Linked DNA regions of Mus musculus: regions 1, 2, 3 and 4 are each linked to region 5. Evidence: chromatin contacts called from public Hi-C and HiChIP or PLAC-seq data. All regions are on one chromosome and are shown on one strand. Each heading gives the region's core, a stretch centred on a gene start, on an enhancer-like site or on the middle of the called end of the contact. The rest is flanking DNA. Distances are from core to core; before and after follow the strand shown. Region 1 has its middle 46 kb from the start of Gm30292. Region 2 overlaps Gm30292 (predicted gene, 30292). Region 3 overlaps Gm20750 (predicted gene, 20750). Region 4 overlaps Gm2447 (predicted gene 2447). Region 5 has its middle 23 kb from the start of Gm38537.

Region 1 (2,700 bases), core at 124-2,623, 400 kb before region 5:
CTGAGGTAGGCAGACCAAGAGTTCTAGGCTAGCCTGGGCTACACATCATAACCATGTTAGGTCAGGGCTAAGAAACTGCATTTCCTTAACTAGATAAACCTGTGGTGAGCTACTTGCCCCACCCCACTTACAACTTGCAGTTGTAAAGGTGCAGCTGGGAGGAGGGGGAGGGGCTGACTGACTGGCTGGGGGAGGGGCTGACTGGCTGGGGGAGGGGCTGACTGGCCTGCTATGTAGCATGTGGCATGCCTGGTGGGTTTCCTGGCTTTGCCACATTCCCTTCCCACTGGTCCCAAATAAGATTATGAACTACCAAACAGATCAACTGCACCAGGGGCCATTGAACCCTTCCCACACAAGGGTCCCCAAGATGTGTTTTTCCAGTACTGTCATTTCCCTTTATTTTGAGTGAAAATCTCAGTTCATAAAGTTCTGGGATCCTACTTTTTAATACAATGTTTCTAACTTAATGTCAGAAGGAACCTGTGTCCCTCATCCTAAGAGAAGTGAGCAGATACCTTGTTCTATGCACCTCAGCCTGCCAAGTTTATATAAACCAACCTATCAATACTGACTTAAGGGCATGGGGCATTGTCACTGTCCCCAGCATGTGTGTGTGTGTGTGTGTGTGTGTGTGTGTGTACGCACATGTGTGTGAGTGCACCTATGCATGTGCATGCATGTGTGCACGAGTGTGCATGTACATGTGTGTTGCGTTTGCACAAAAAAAATTTCACGAGGTTTCATTTTTCATCGGTTACCAGTGGCTGTAGATCATGCAGAGAAGTTTCTGGATGCTTCATTCAGTAAAAGGTAGTCACCTTCCAAGTCACACGTATCTATCCAGACTTCCTATGCCCTGGGTTATTTACTGACCATGTACCCAGAAGTGCAGAATCGTCTTCACACGGTGGTCCCAGCTGGTTTCTGTAGAGTTTCCCAGGATGCCCCCACACCTCTGTGAGGGATTTGTTCCTCTTTGAGAGCCAGATGCAGTCTCTTTTTGGTAGCAGAGATGGCCACTGGTGTTTCTGACTACGGATGTACCTACCATACCCCAAGGGAGAGGGAATAGTGTATCCTCTGCCAATCACAATTTAGACAGAGGAGAGTCCTTGCTCGGAAGCAGGATGGAAAGAACTGCCTAGTGATCAAGGATTCAATGTCCCTGAAATTCGACTTTGATGCCTCATTTGTTTAATTCAATTTATTTCCACCCCCCCCCCCCAGAGTTGTTTTTGCAAAGTCCTGTCATTCTGAGAGCAGTCACTAGAGGGCGCCCTGGGACACCTTTTGGAGCTGCCCCCTAGAGGCGGAGCTGGGAAAGGAAGTGCAAAACGGACAAGAATCAGTCTTGGAGCTGATTGGTAGATGAGTTACCAGAGCTTTCTGCCGAAAAGGAAAAGCATGAAGAGAGAGCCTAAGGACAAAGCATCAGTCACACAGAAGGGGCTCAGTTGCTGTACAGTGTGCAGCCGCTGCCCCCTGTGGATAACAGCCATTTGAAATGTGGCTAAGGCCAAACCAAGATGAACGTCTACGAAACACAAACCATGTCTGGAAGGCTTGCGAAGAGAACACATAATGTAAAGTAATTTGATTCTTGGATATTAATTACACATTAAAATCCTATTGAATAAAGCACTTTTTTCTCATTTTGTTTTAGACAGGATCTTGCGGAAGAGCCTGAGCTGAAATCTATCGTGTCACACAAGCTTGCCCCCAGAGTTGCAATCCTCAGCTGGAATTACAGACCTGAGCCACCATGCCTGGCTCATTGTATTTCATTTTTAAGCAGCTTAGCATTGCACGCATTTGTAGATTACAGCGTCGGGTGGTGACCCTAAAAAGAAAGAGAGCCTCGTGAAGGAGCAAAGTTCCTGGAAGAGATCTTGAACAATTTCCAGCCCCTAGCCTCCCAGTGTTGTTACGTGGGGTCAGAATACCAGCATAGGACCTTGCCAAGGATTAGGAGCTGGTGATGGTGACAGTGGTAAGGTGGCCCAGGCTCTGACAGCTGTGCGCCACATTGCACTGAGTACTGCTCAAGCTGAGCCACAGCCCCTGGATGCTCTTGTCACTCAAATAAGTTCCAACTTTACATACCTATAGCCCCCTCTCCCCATGAATAAACCTCATGCCTGGTGAACCTGCCCCAAACTGCAGCACTAAAACCTTCTGCATGTCAGATCAAACTCAACACCCAGCCTTGATGCTTGTCCCAGAGTTTCTCAGAACAGATGACTAATGTCAAACCCAGACACAGGAAGGGGAAAAATTGCGTGCATTTATCTGTTTTGTTTTTTTTTTTTCTTCATCTTCTCCAGAATAGAAGTGTTTGACCATTTAGCTTAGAGGCTAAGAAAATAAGCTGTCACGCACTGCTGATGCTGTGTGTGCCCGTCTCTCTGGAGGCAGGCAGACGGTGTCTCTGTGAACAGCACCTACTGCTGCCCGACACGTGTCAGACAGGAGGGGTACACTCTGTGCCACCTCCTCGTTCAGCTCCTTCTTCCTCTTGCAGGAGGCAGGAGTTCACAACCTTTCATGCCTTTTTATGTAACAAGCTGACAGAGATCATGTAAGCTGTTTAAAGAGAGGCGTCCCAAATATCCTGACCAAAGCCAAGAATCAAAGCAAACAGAAGTAGAAGCATTTGTGCGACGTAATGACAATAATTCTAATTCTTGAGGCATCAAT
Region 2 (2,700 bases), core at 117-2,616, 350 kb before region 5:
TAGCTTTACAGAGGTAGACAAGGGGAGCCGATCTCAAACTGAGCTGAATTTATTAGTACTTTCTCTTCCAAAGGAAACCTCTTGGGAGCTTGGGACTAGGCAGCTGGCCTGTCAGTGTCCTGGAGAATCAGGGACAACCTGCAAAGATGACAAAATCAAAGACTGCAGGGGGTTTCTGCTGGTGCCAGCCCATATGCTAATTTCTCATTCTGACCTGTCCACACCCTGACATCCCCCCCCCCTCGAATTCCGAGAGAAAAATCTCAAATTCTTTCAACAGATCCCATTTTTTAGTGTGTGCTGGTTGGAATGAGTCTCTGTTCTTTAGAAGCAAATGAAACTCCAAGCTTGAAATTATACCCTCGGAGTCACCTGTTTGGGAAAAGCTATCACTGCTGAAGATATGAAAGGATTTGTAAAGGTGTGTGGGGGAGGGGGAGGTGTGGGTGTGTGAGTGGGTGTGGGTGGGATAAGTGTGTTTCTGTGAAGGCCAGAGGTTGAGATTAGGCATCATCTTCAGTTGCTTGCCATCTTATTTTTGTGACAGGTCTCTCACTGACCCTGGAACTTCCCATGTGGTTAGAGTGTCTGGACAGCAAACTCCAGGGATCCACCATCTCCCCAGAGATGGGGTTACAGACCAGTCTGTCTTCTACTTAAATTCAGGGATTTGAACTCAGCTTCTTAAGCTTGCAGGTCCGTATCAACATGTCAGCACCTTTGCTCTTGAGAGTTCTTATATATTAAGGTTTAGTCAATTTGGAAAATTTGCCCTAATGTGTAATTGAGCAGAAATTCTGAATAAGAATTTAAGACTCAGTTTTTACTACATCTTTAAATTTTTTTTGGGGGGGGGGCGGGTGTGGTAGTGCACACCTTTAATCCCAGCACTCGGGAGGCAGAGGCAGGTGGATTTCTGAGTTCAAGGCCAGCCTGGTCTACAAAGTGAGTTCCAGGACAGCCAGGGCTATACAGAGAAACCCTGTCTCGAAAAACCAGATTTTTTTTTTTTTTACCAGAACCCTGGATGATGACCCATTTTTTATCACTCAGAGGCTAAACTGAGCACTGAGTCCTTGACTCAAAATTTGTGTGTACACAGGTGTGACTCTGGCTTTGGTCATGGTGACTCCATGCTCATGTATGACATGCCATTTGCCTTACCAATGGCCCATCCAGACTGTGATGTCAAACAGGCCAGAAGAATCAGAAACCGAGACCTGAACATCACAGGCCAGCCTTCCCTGGAGTGTGAGAAGCCAGGTTATTGCTGTTCACAGGAAATTTGAGTGAATCATGACTATTTCTGTCAGCCTGAGGTTGAAAGTGAAACCGTATCCAGCCATCAAGGTTTGCTCAACTGGAGGCTGCTGATGGTAGAAAACCAAGTACAGACTTTACTCATAGGTAGTCCTAGACCTGTAGGTGGTACCTGGCTCATCACCTCATCAAAGGCCTCCTACTTCTCTCTGTCTCACACACACACACATACACACACACACACACACACACACATACACACACACACACTCACACTCACGCATGCGTGCACATGTTCTCACGAGTGCGTGTTGTCTATGAAGCCAAGTCAAGTACACAGTTTCAAAAAGAATTGGCCTTGTGGCCACATTTGTACAAGCTACATGTCCTTGTACATATTATTAGTGTCTCCGATCTTCACTTTCCCCGACTTTGAAATATGGATATTAGCCATCACAGTGACCCACAAGTTGAAAGACAGAAACCACATGATCATCTCATTAGATGCAGAGCAGACATTCAACCAAATCCAAAACCCCTTCATGATTAAAGTCTTGGAGAGATCAGGAATGCAAGAGACACCAAAACAAAATAAACTGTTGGCAGTGAGCTCACAGCCAACATCTGCTTAAATGGAGAGGAACTCAAAGCAATTCCATTAACATCAGGAACAAAAGAAGGTTGTCCATTCTCCCCACACCTATTCAATATAGTGCTCTAAGTCTCAGCTAGACACTAAGACAACTGAAGGAGATTAAGATGATACAAGTTGGAAAGGAAGACATCCGAAGAATCTTTATTTGCCCATGAATCATTAATATACATAAGTGTCCCTAACAATTCCACCTGGAAACTCCCACATCTGATAAACAGCAAAGGAGCTGGATTCAGAATTGAGTCCCCCAAATCAGTGGCCCCCCTAAATACAAATGACAAACGGACTGAGAAAAAACCTCAGGGAAACAACACCTCTCACAATAGCATCAAATAATACAAAATATCTTGAGGTGACTCTAGCCAAGCAAGCGATGGACCTGTACGATAAAAACCTCAAGACATTGAAGAAGATGGAAGAATCTCCCATGCTCGGGGCTCAGTAGGTTTAATATAGTAAAAATGGCCATCCCGACAAAAGCAGATTCAGTTCAATCCCCATCAAAATTCCAACACAATTTTTCATGGATCATGAAAGAACAACTTTCAGCTTCATCTGAAAACAAAACAAATACAACAGCTCAAAGAATCCTGAATAATGAAAGAACTGTAGGAGGCATCATCATCTCCGATTTCAAGTTGTACTACAGATCTGAAGTAATAAGTCGAGCATAGTAATGGCAAAAAAACAGACATTGATTAGGGGAGTTGAAGACTAAGACATTAATCCACACCTACTGACATCTGGTTTTTGTTGTTGCTGTGTTTGTTTGCTTGTTTGTTTGT
Region 3 (2,700 bases), core at 120-2,619, 480 kb before region 5:
GTGTGCAGTACCCAGAAAGACCAGAAGAGGGAGCCGGTGCCCTGGGACTAGACAGCTCAGATGCTTCGGAGCTGCTATGTGGATGCTGGAAACCTATCCCGGATCAGCAAATGGCTGAGCATCTGTCCAAGTCCTGTTGTTTTAACAATTTGTAAAGACTACTAGGCAAATTTGTATTTATTGTGACTTCATAAAAGGACTCCATGGCCAAGGAATGACTCAAGAAGAAACAGTATAACTGAAAATCAGGTAGTAGCTAAAGTCCCAAGGCACAGACACTAAGTGTGGACATGCTGAATAATACCCAGACTCCCACACCAGGCCGCGGTTACTAAAGCACACAGAGGAGGTACAAACTCTGTTTTCAATTTTCTTCTGGAAAGTTACCGTGTTTTGGTTTTTCTCAAACTGGGTATACAAATAGGCTCTCCAGCTTTGAGACTTTTTTTTCCCTCCCATTAAAAGTCATCTTCCCATCATGGAAACTTAGAAACGTTGTTTTGCTACAAAATTTTAAACCTGAAATACTTCAAGTCTCAGGAAACTGCCTAATAGGCACCCAGAGAGTCCTGTCAATCAAACCCAGCAGATTTGTTGTATTGTCTCTGGTCTCTAATCCTGTTAAAAGAGTTGAATGGTTTATATAAATAGTTAGGGCCCTGCTGTAGACTCCCTTGCTGTTTTTCCTCCTTACTGCAGAATTCAAGGCCTTGTTGAATTCATTTTGTGGCTTCATGGTTGTTTTCTGTGGTTGCAATTATTGTACCCTTCTTTCACTAGAAACAAATGGATAAGATGTCCGACTACTGGCCTGTTTCAGATGCAAATGTGAAGAGTATCCCAGGTTACAGAGCGAATGCTCAGAAAAGAGATTCACGACAAAGGTAATTAATCAACCACGGTTACACTCCAAAAAGATTTCCTACATACAAAGTTTCTAGTTCTTTAATATGTGGTGGAAGATGGGGGGATGGGTTTCACCGGTCTGATTCTTCTAATTCTGACACAATTTCTCTCTCTCTCTCTCTCTCTCTCTCTCTCTCTCTCTCTCTCTCTCTCTCTCTCTGCAATATTATTCATGGGCAGCAGTGGTGTGTGTGTGTGTGTAGGGGGTGGTGCTGTATGCACCAGGGTGCTTTTGGAGACTACAACTTTCAGGAACCTGTAGGTCCTGAGGGTTGATCCTGAATTGTCAGGCTTGGATGCAGGTGGCTTTACCAGCTGAGTCATCTTGCTGGCCCCATGATGTTTTTGTTAAATCACAGAATCAATGGGAACTGGGAATGAGAGCTCTGGCTCCCCAGATGTGGCTACTTGTAGAACCCAGCAGCCCCAGGTCTCTTGTAAGCATTGGAAGCTGTGAAAGAAAGACTTTCTTTATTCTGAGAGGGAACAGAAACTAATGCTAAAGAACAGAAGACAAAATGGGGAACTTCGCTGTTGAAGACGGAAATAATATCTACTTATTACTTCAATAAGATTATATACTGCATATATCACCCAAACAGAAAGAGAAACTAAAAGCTATAAATACATATTGATGCAGTTTTAGACTCTTGAGTATTAGTGGTCTTTCAGTTTTTAACAAATGTCCTAGTGGCCATGGGCTTTAGAACGGTGAATTAAAATAAGATAAAAGTGTGATCTCAAAATTGAGATGACATCACCCATGAATAAATTTCCTAGTTATTTCACCTTTGCTGCCTTGTTTCCTAGCGTGGGTAGCCTTTAAGATGCTACTCTAGGATGCGTCAGCATGCATCTGGCAGGTGGTTGCAAGCATGACCCACCTGGGAAGAGGGAACCTCAACACGGAATTGCCCCCATCAGATTGGCCTATGGACTGTCTGAGCGGGTGTGGTTTGTGATTTCTCATTAATGTAGGAGGGTCTAGACCACTGTGGGTTGTCCCGTGCAGTATAAAACACACGGGACGCAAGCCACCATGCAGAGCTCCTCCATGCTGCCTCGCTTCCTCTCCCGGGTTCCTTTCTTGAGTTCCCTCCCTGGTTTCCCTTGACGATGGGATAACTATGGGCCAAATAAACCCCTTGATCCCCCAAGTTGTTTTTGGTGAGTTTCATCCCAGCAATGGTAAAACTAACTAGGACAACACGTACACTGTGAGTGCATAGTTACTTTTTTTTTTTAAGATTTTTTAAATTTTTATTTATTTTATGTATATGAGTACACCATTGCTCTCTTCAAACACACAAGAAGAGGACATCAGACCCCATTGCAGATGTTTGTGAGCCACCATGTGGTTGCTGGGAATTGAACTCAGGACCTCTAGAAGAGCAGTCAGTGCTCTCAAGTGCTGAGCCATCTCTCCAGCCCCAGAGTTACTTTCTTTCTTTATTATTTATTGATTTTGCTAGGACTCTGCCAGGAAGAGTTTGTTTGAAACATAGTAACTCAAGATCTGATTGAAGAATTTTATTCTCCCTAATAGGATACCAAGTTATACTGGTAACGATTTGCCTCTTAAGAATTATAGTCTGTGACTCATTTTTTTAAATCTAGAACGGGGCCGAAAGTCAGATTATGTGCATCTAGCATAGATCTGCTTCTGAGCTTCATAGCTGAAATAAGGTAGACCAGGTTAAAGTTGAGAATTGTTTTAAAGACACACGCACAGGCAATGTTCTCAGAAACTCCCACTCAGACTTGCCCTTTAACAGGTTGTTATACATGACAACA
Region 4 (2,700 bases), core at 72-2,571, 310 kb before region 5:
GAGTACTGGACAGCTAATGCACACAGGAAGTTCAGACTGGACAGTGAAATTGTAGGCTTGAGTGACAGGGACCTGAAACCTGCCACTATATAGCCACGTGACTCCCGGCTATTTCCTCACTTATTTGATTACGCTTTCAAATTGTGCACAGAGACACAGGATCTGAAGTCAGGCAGTTTGAGTTCCAATCTTGATCCCTCAAATGACTTGAGAGGTTATCTTAAGATAAATACACAAACTAGCCAGTGTTTATTGGGCATTTATGAATGCCGGCACTGTTCCAAATGCCACCCAGGTATTAACCCAGGCAGTCTTTGCAATTACTGTATGCCTTAACCCAGTTATTACAGCTACCTCCCAGCTCCTAAAACAGAGGACGAAGCTGGACCTAAAGTGCTTCAGTAGCCTGGCAGAGTTCACTTGGCTTGTGGGTGATACTCACACATACATCACAGGCATGTTGGAGTCTACTGAAGAAGTACACACAGCTCACTGACTGTCCCATGGTGAACGCTCAAATCTCTGTTAACCGTAGTTCATTGTTCACTACAGACTTATTATGCCTGTTGTCTTGTTAGATACAACAATACTACTACCAATACTCTCAGCCTCCTGTTCCTCGTGGTTCCAGGGATCAAGCACAAAGGCTAAAGAGTGTAAAGATGGATAAATAGGTCTGCGTTGGAATGTGCACAATAAAGGCAGAGCAGCCATTGCTTTATTTTAGCAGAATCTGACATCATTTCCTTGTAAAGGAAAAATGCAATCCAAAGGATACATCTAACTACATTTTTGTACAAAGCAACATCAGCTGATACTGTATGTAGCGAGTGTCTAGAATCTGCCCCATTTGCCCCAAAATAACCAATTTGGGTGTAATCCTTGGCTTGGTGACTTAGCTCCAGCCCTGCCGTCAGGACACTGGACCCTCACTGGAACATGGCATGCCTAGTGTTCTGACCCTCTGCCTAAAGAGTGCAGTCTTCAGGGTCTTGCAAACAGCACCTGTCCTTTGCTCGGTATTGACTGGGTGTTTATAAAGCCTGTTCTCCTGGACGTATTCTCCATCACCCTGGTATAAACTGTGCTATCAGTTTTGGATTGTAAAGATCCCGGGGCAGATAAACAGTGGCCTACCCTGCTTTACAGGAACAAACTACAGACACCCCATGAACCTGACAGAGAACATGATAATGCTAGGGAGTACCAGGACTGTTTCCTCACAGATTTCTGAGAGAGACAAGCCCACAGCAGTGTGCAGCTAATCTGATTTAGTGGGTATTTCCTGACCTGCTCTGACCCGATGTCTCGGATGGACACTTCACAGCTGTATTACTTCCCACGTGACTTAAACTCTTGTTGTTCTGCTTCTTCATGTGTAAAATGGAGAACAGACTACTTGTAAAGACATAAAAGAGGTTGTTGCTTCAGTTAACCCTCACAAGCTCCGCGGAGGAACCTCTACCCTGCAGAAGCATTCAGAGTGGAGGCTCAAATACAACTTCCATCATTTCAAACGTTCTCCAAAGGGTGAGGACAAGGAAGGACTGCTTTGAATAGGAGAGGTCTACGTGGGATCTCAATACCGTTCACCTCACTTGTCCTTACACTTTTGTTTGAACTCTGGGCCCAGGATTCCTTGGTGTCTGTGTTTGCAGATCCGTGCTCGGAAAGCTTCTCAATAATGGCTTCAAAGGGAAGCAAAGCCAAATGGACTGTAGAAGTCAGAGTCCCACCTCCCTCCCTGTGTGCTGGAAGTCAAGTCTTTCCAGTGAGGCAGCCCTCGGTAGGAGGTGCGCAGAGCACGAAAGCTGGTCCTGAAAGCCTTGCAGGTCATTGAGGGCAGGTGGCCCCTAGTGGAGCTTTATCTAAGGGGACTTGTCACTGGAATTCAGGCATGAGTAAATACATTTTATTTGTGCCAAAGGTCATACACCCAGTGGAGCTGCTGACACAACCAGGGTCACTTGGGGCTGTGACATGCACTCTGGAGGTTTATCGCCATGGGCTGGGGAGCAAGTGACACTGAAATTCCTCCTTTTGGAAATTTGGGGTTTAGAACCTTAACAATGCAGAATGGTGCCTCATGCCACTGTACCGTGCTCCTCCTTCCTCCTCCTCCCTTTCTCCTTTTTATTGCCATTTGCTTATAAAATAGTGATCACGGAATTCAACATTGGTCTGCCTTGTGCAGTTAGAATTATGTCTCTCACCTAAACCTAGATGCTGCCTCCACCCCCCTCTCACCATTTTTACTTAAGGTAATTTGCTTCTATTTTTCTACCTGTTTTATACACTCACTCTTAGAAAACATATTTTCTTAGTATTGTTCCCAGCAAGATGTTAACCATGAATACTACCTTCTTGTGATCTGTGTAGTTCAGTGGGTTAAACAAATGATCATTTGGAGTAAATATCCCATGGAAATAAAAGTTCATATCCTAAGATAGTAGGTAGTTAGTTTGGTTCCCAAAGCAAAAAATACAGTAGCTCTTTATAATCAGAGCAATATGTTGTGGGGTAGGGTGCAGCACACACACACACACACACACACACACACACACACACGCTCACATACACGCTTGCACACTCACACCTACCTTTAGTGCTAACAGTGCAGTTTGCTCAAAAAGCTTGAAGGAGCCTCTCTAGGACCAGCCCTTCAGGTCTCATGCTCTAGACTGCTGAGGCTATATCTTG
Region 5 (2,700 bases), core at 199-2,698:
TCCCCAAACCAACCACAGTCACACTCATTCTATGACAATTACTTACTACCTCTCTTCTGTCAGAATATGAGCCTAATTTGGTTCGCATCCTGCCCCTGAGTCCTTAAAGGCCACTATCACCTATGGGGGAAAAATATCAAAATTCAAAAAGTTCGAAGTTTCTCTTGAATATTCAATTGTTTTCACCCCCTGTAAAGTGGAATAGTCATAAATCCAACCATGCTAAGTTGGGGGGTGAGTGTGGAGGAGTTTGCACATGCCAGCCACTATGCCTTATGATGTGGCATCTGGCCTAGCCAATGTTGAGTCCTGATGAGAAAGCAAAACCAGACCCTACTTACAGCAAAACCATTTCTATCCATCATATTTGCTTGAATGTGTTTTTGGCCAGGTCTGTGAAACATTCAAGTATAGACAGTTTATAGATCTCTTATATTTCAACCATCATACTCCTGTTCAGTGCTAGAGTTGATTTCTGAATGCATGTGGGTGCTCCCCTTTGAGTGTGTATGTGTGCCCTCGTGTGTGCAAATGCATGTGTGTGCTGGGACATGTGCATGGATATGTGTGCATTGAGAGGCCAGAGGACAACATCAGGAATCGTCTTCAGTTGCCCATTCGCCTTCTCTGAAATGAGGCTCTCTCTGGTCTGGATCTCACACTTAGAGTGGCTAGCTAGGCAGCCCCAAGGAAACTCCTGTCTCTGCTTCCCCAGCCTTAGGATTGCAAGTTCTCCTCCACACCACCCATATGTGGTCAACACACTAAACCCAGTCCTCATGTGTCTGGGACAGGCAAGAGCTTGACCAGCTGAGCCATCCCCTGCCAGACAGACCTCAGGTCTGGTTTTTATAACATGTGGAAGAAAGCATTCTGGACCCGATTTCACAGATGTGACCTGTGGTCGGGTGACTTCCACCAGGTCATAATTGTAGTGCGTGTGGCACTGAGACAACAACTCAGATCACCTGTGCCAAATCGAACGTGGTCTTGGCAAAAGGGAAGTGATTTTTAAAGACCTTAAAAGGGTTGTGACAGTACAAACTTGCCATCTCAACATCTGTGAGGCTGAAGCAAGAAGACCCTGAGTGATGAAGCCAGGGTGGCTACATGGCAAGCCCTAGGGCGGCAGGAACTATATAGTCAGACTCTATCTCAAAAATAAATAAAGTAATTACTATACGTAACCGACAATGGCCGTGCACTCCAACTCAAGGGAGCTCCAGTCTTGGGGGGAGAGGATCTATAGAGTCTTCATTATGGGTGACGAATTGAATTCACCTTTGATTGAGCTCAATGGAGAAAGGCATGCCTCAGTGAGCACAACCCTGTGAGCAGCTGGGGGGAAGCCCTGACCAGTCTCACTTCCTTCCACCAACAGCTCTCTCCCCCACATTCTTCTCAGCATTGTCTCCACTTCCCTGTAACTCACTTATGAGTCAAGTGCAGGCAAGGCCAGCTGCAGACACGCTCTGTTGGCTCCCTGTGCGCCACAGCCTCTGTGCAGGTCTCCAGCACAACACGGCTCTCCTCCAAGGCCCAAAGGAGGCCAGGCTCTGCAGGCCAACAAGTCACAGGGGACCTCCAGAGCCACCTGTTATTGTGACCATATGCTGCCTAGTCACTTTGTTTTGATCAGAGTGTTCCAAAAAGGAAATAAAGCCTACCTTTTTTTTAAGGCCACTTGTCCAGCCCCTTTAAATATTCAGGATTCATTGTTGTTAGATTCACTGGAGACATGAATGAACAACACACTGCCTGCAGTCAGTGTGGTCTCCCGGGTAGGGAGGAAACGTCTGGGTTTGTTGGCAACTTTTCCTGTCAGCTAGGACAAGGTGTCAAATACAGAATTCACACTTAAGAGGAATGACACAATAAAGCTTAAAATATATATATTATTTACATTTTTAGGGGGTAAAATTATCCTAGGGTACATATGATCTATGGGCTGTGGATTGGCGATGCAGAGGCTTTCTATGTAGTGAAAATGAAATAAATATATATAATATGTACAACATCTTATATACTATATATTTATAAAATATTTTAAATAATATTTAAATATCAATAATATAATATATAAATGTATTTGTTTATCTTGGTATAAAATGTATTTATAATATGTAATTTTATATATTATTTAAAATATATAGTTTATAATATATAGTTATATGATATAATAGTTATAATATATAATATATGTTTACATCTAATCATATGTGCTAAAAATAGAGTAAAAGAAAAACAAAACAAATGAATTTATATGAGCAAGTGTACTACAGACATCTCAGTACATCCAGGAATGGTGGCGTCATATAATGAGCTGTATCCGTCCTCCACCCCAAAATGTGCTGGGATCGTAGTCCCTAGTGCCTGAGAAATTAATTTTATTTGAAAATAAGGATCTACAGAGGTGATGAACGTAAAGCCCTGCCGTGGAAGGGTGCCTATGCCCATAGTTAGTGTCCTTAAAAAGGAAGACCTCACATGAAGAGAAAAGCAGACCTCCTCATGGCAAGTAGCATCAGAGATGTCTGCAGCCTTGCTCAGCCTTGATGGGGAAGCTCGGGCCCTAGGGCAAGGAGACCATACACTTCTGTTGTTTCAAACCACCCTGTTAACCCCGTTAGTAGTATTTTATTTTAGTTAGTAGCAGTATGGTTTCCTGGGAACAGCTCCCCTCATTTAGATCTTCCCATC

Evidence for each region. Hi-C and Micro-C count contacts between places; a contact is called where the count stands out from the background. HiChIP or PLAC-seq counts read pairs in DNA pulled down with a chosen protein or histone mark.
Region 1: a Hi-C map of B cells shows a contact between it and region 5, with 2.6 times the contacts expected there. The contact joins two enhancer-like sites. A contact is called at or near these places in 2 of 15 datasets of contacts at CTCF or cohesin (large pre-B cells and pro-B cells), 10 of 484 Hi-C or Micro-C datasets (B cells, the C10 cell line, CD4 T cells and 6 more) and 6 of 115 datasets of contacts at active chromatin or transcription factors (the 230-238 cell line, CD8 T cells, Th17 cells and 3 more).
Region 2: a contact with region 5 is called in a BATF HiChIP or PLAC-seq map of CD8 T cells, with 11 read pairs. The contact joins two enhancer-like sites. A contact is called at or near these places in 1 of 15 datasets of contacts at CTCF or cohesin (large pre-B cells), 1 of 484 Hi-C or Micro-C datasets (CD4 T cells) and 6 of 115 datasets of contacts at active chromatin or transcription factors (the 230-238 cell line, CD8 T cells, bone marrow-derived dendritic cells and 2 more).
Region 3: a contact with region 5 is called in an H3K27ac HiChIP or PLAC-seq map of large pre-B cells, with 4 times the contacts expected there. The contact joins two enhancer-like sites. A contact is called at or near these places in 1 of 15 datasets of contacts at CTCF or cohesin (pro-B cells) and 4 of 115 datasets of contacts at active chromatin or transcription factors (double positive thymocytes, effector CD8 T cells, large pre-B cells and 1 more).
Region 4: a Hi-C map of B cells shows a contact between it and region 5, with 2.5 times the contacts expected there. The contact joins two enhancer-like sites. A contact is called at or near these places in 1 of 39 promoter capture datasets (the C10 cell line), 2 of 15 datasets of contacts at CTCF or cohesin (large pre-B cells and pro-B cells), 12 of 484 Hi-C or Micro-C datasets (B cells, the C10 cell line, Th1 cells and 6 more) and 3 of 115 datasets of contacts at active chromatin or transcription factors (the 230-238 cell line, fibro-adipogenic progenitors and large pre-B cells).

What each region holds. Positions count from the first base shown.
Region 1 is chr3:52,842,839-52,845,538 of GRCm38.p6, reverse strand. No RefSeq gene overlaps it. Among named protein-coding and RNA genes, the nearest start is that of Gm30292, 46 kb to the right of the region's middle. Within about 2 kb of position 1,373, at least 57 of the 459 cell types and tissues checked have an H3K27ac peak or open chromatin away from gene starts, as enhancers often do. A contact at or near this core is called in B cells, CD8 T cells, Th17 cells and 3 more, where this site is marked.
Region 2 is chr3:52,789,772-52,792,471 of GRCm38.p6, reverse strand. Gm30292 (predicted gene, 30292) reads left to right here. Exons shown (of 5, transcript NR_166453.1): 3 at 329-421; 4 at 548-696; 5 at 1,103-2,700. Among named protein-coding and RNA genes, the nearest start is that of Gm30292, 6.7 kb to the left of the region's middle. Within about 2 kb of position 1,366, at least 15 of the 459 cell types and tissues checked have an H3K27ac peak or open chromatin away from gene starts, as enhancers often do. A contact at or near this core is called in the 230-238 cell line, CD8 T cells, memory CD8 T cells and 1 more, where this site is marked.
Region 3 is chr3:52,922,775-52,925,474 of GRCm38.p6, reverse strand. Gm20750 (predicted gene, 20750) reads left to right here. Exons shown (of 5, transcript NR_040555.1): 2 at 781-884. Among named protein-coding and RNA genes, the nearest start is that of Gm20750, 3.5 kb to the left of the region's middle. Within about 2 kb of position 1,369, at least 29 of the 459 cell types and tissues checked have an H3K27ac peak or open chromatin away from gene starts, as enhancers often do. A contact at or near this core is called in pro-B cells, where this site is marked.
Region 4 is chr3:52,753,787-52,756,486 of GRCm38.p6, reverse strand. The region is part of intron 1 of Gm2447 (predicted gene 2447); the gene reads right to left. Among named protein-coding and RNA genes, the nearest start is that of Gm2447, 15 kb to the right of the region's middle. Within about 2 kb of position 1,321, at least 37 of the 459 cell types and tissues checked have an H3K27ac peak or open chromatin away from gene starts, as enhancers often do. A contact at or near this core is called in B cells and pro-B cells, where this site is marked.
Region 5 is chr3:52,442,834-52,445,533 of GRCm38.p6, reverse strand. No RefSeq gene overlaps it. Among named protein-coding and RNA genes, the nearest start is that of Gm38537, 23 kb to the left of the region's middle. Within about 2 kb of position 1,448, at least 119 of the 459 cell types and tissues checked have an H3K27ac peak or open chromatin away from gene starts, as enhancers often do. A contact at or near this core is called in the 230-238 cell line, B cells, CD8 T cells and 5 more, where this site is marked.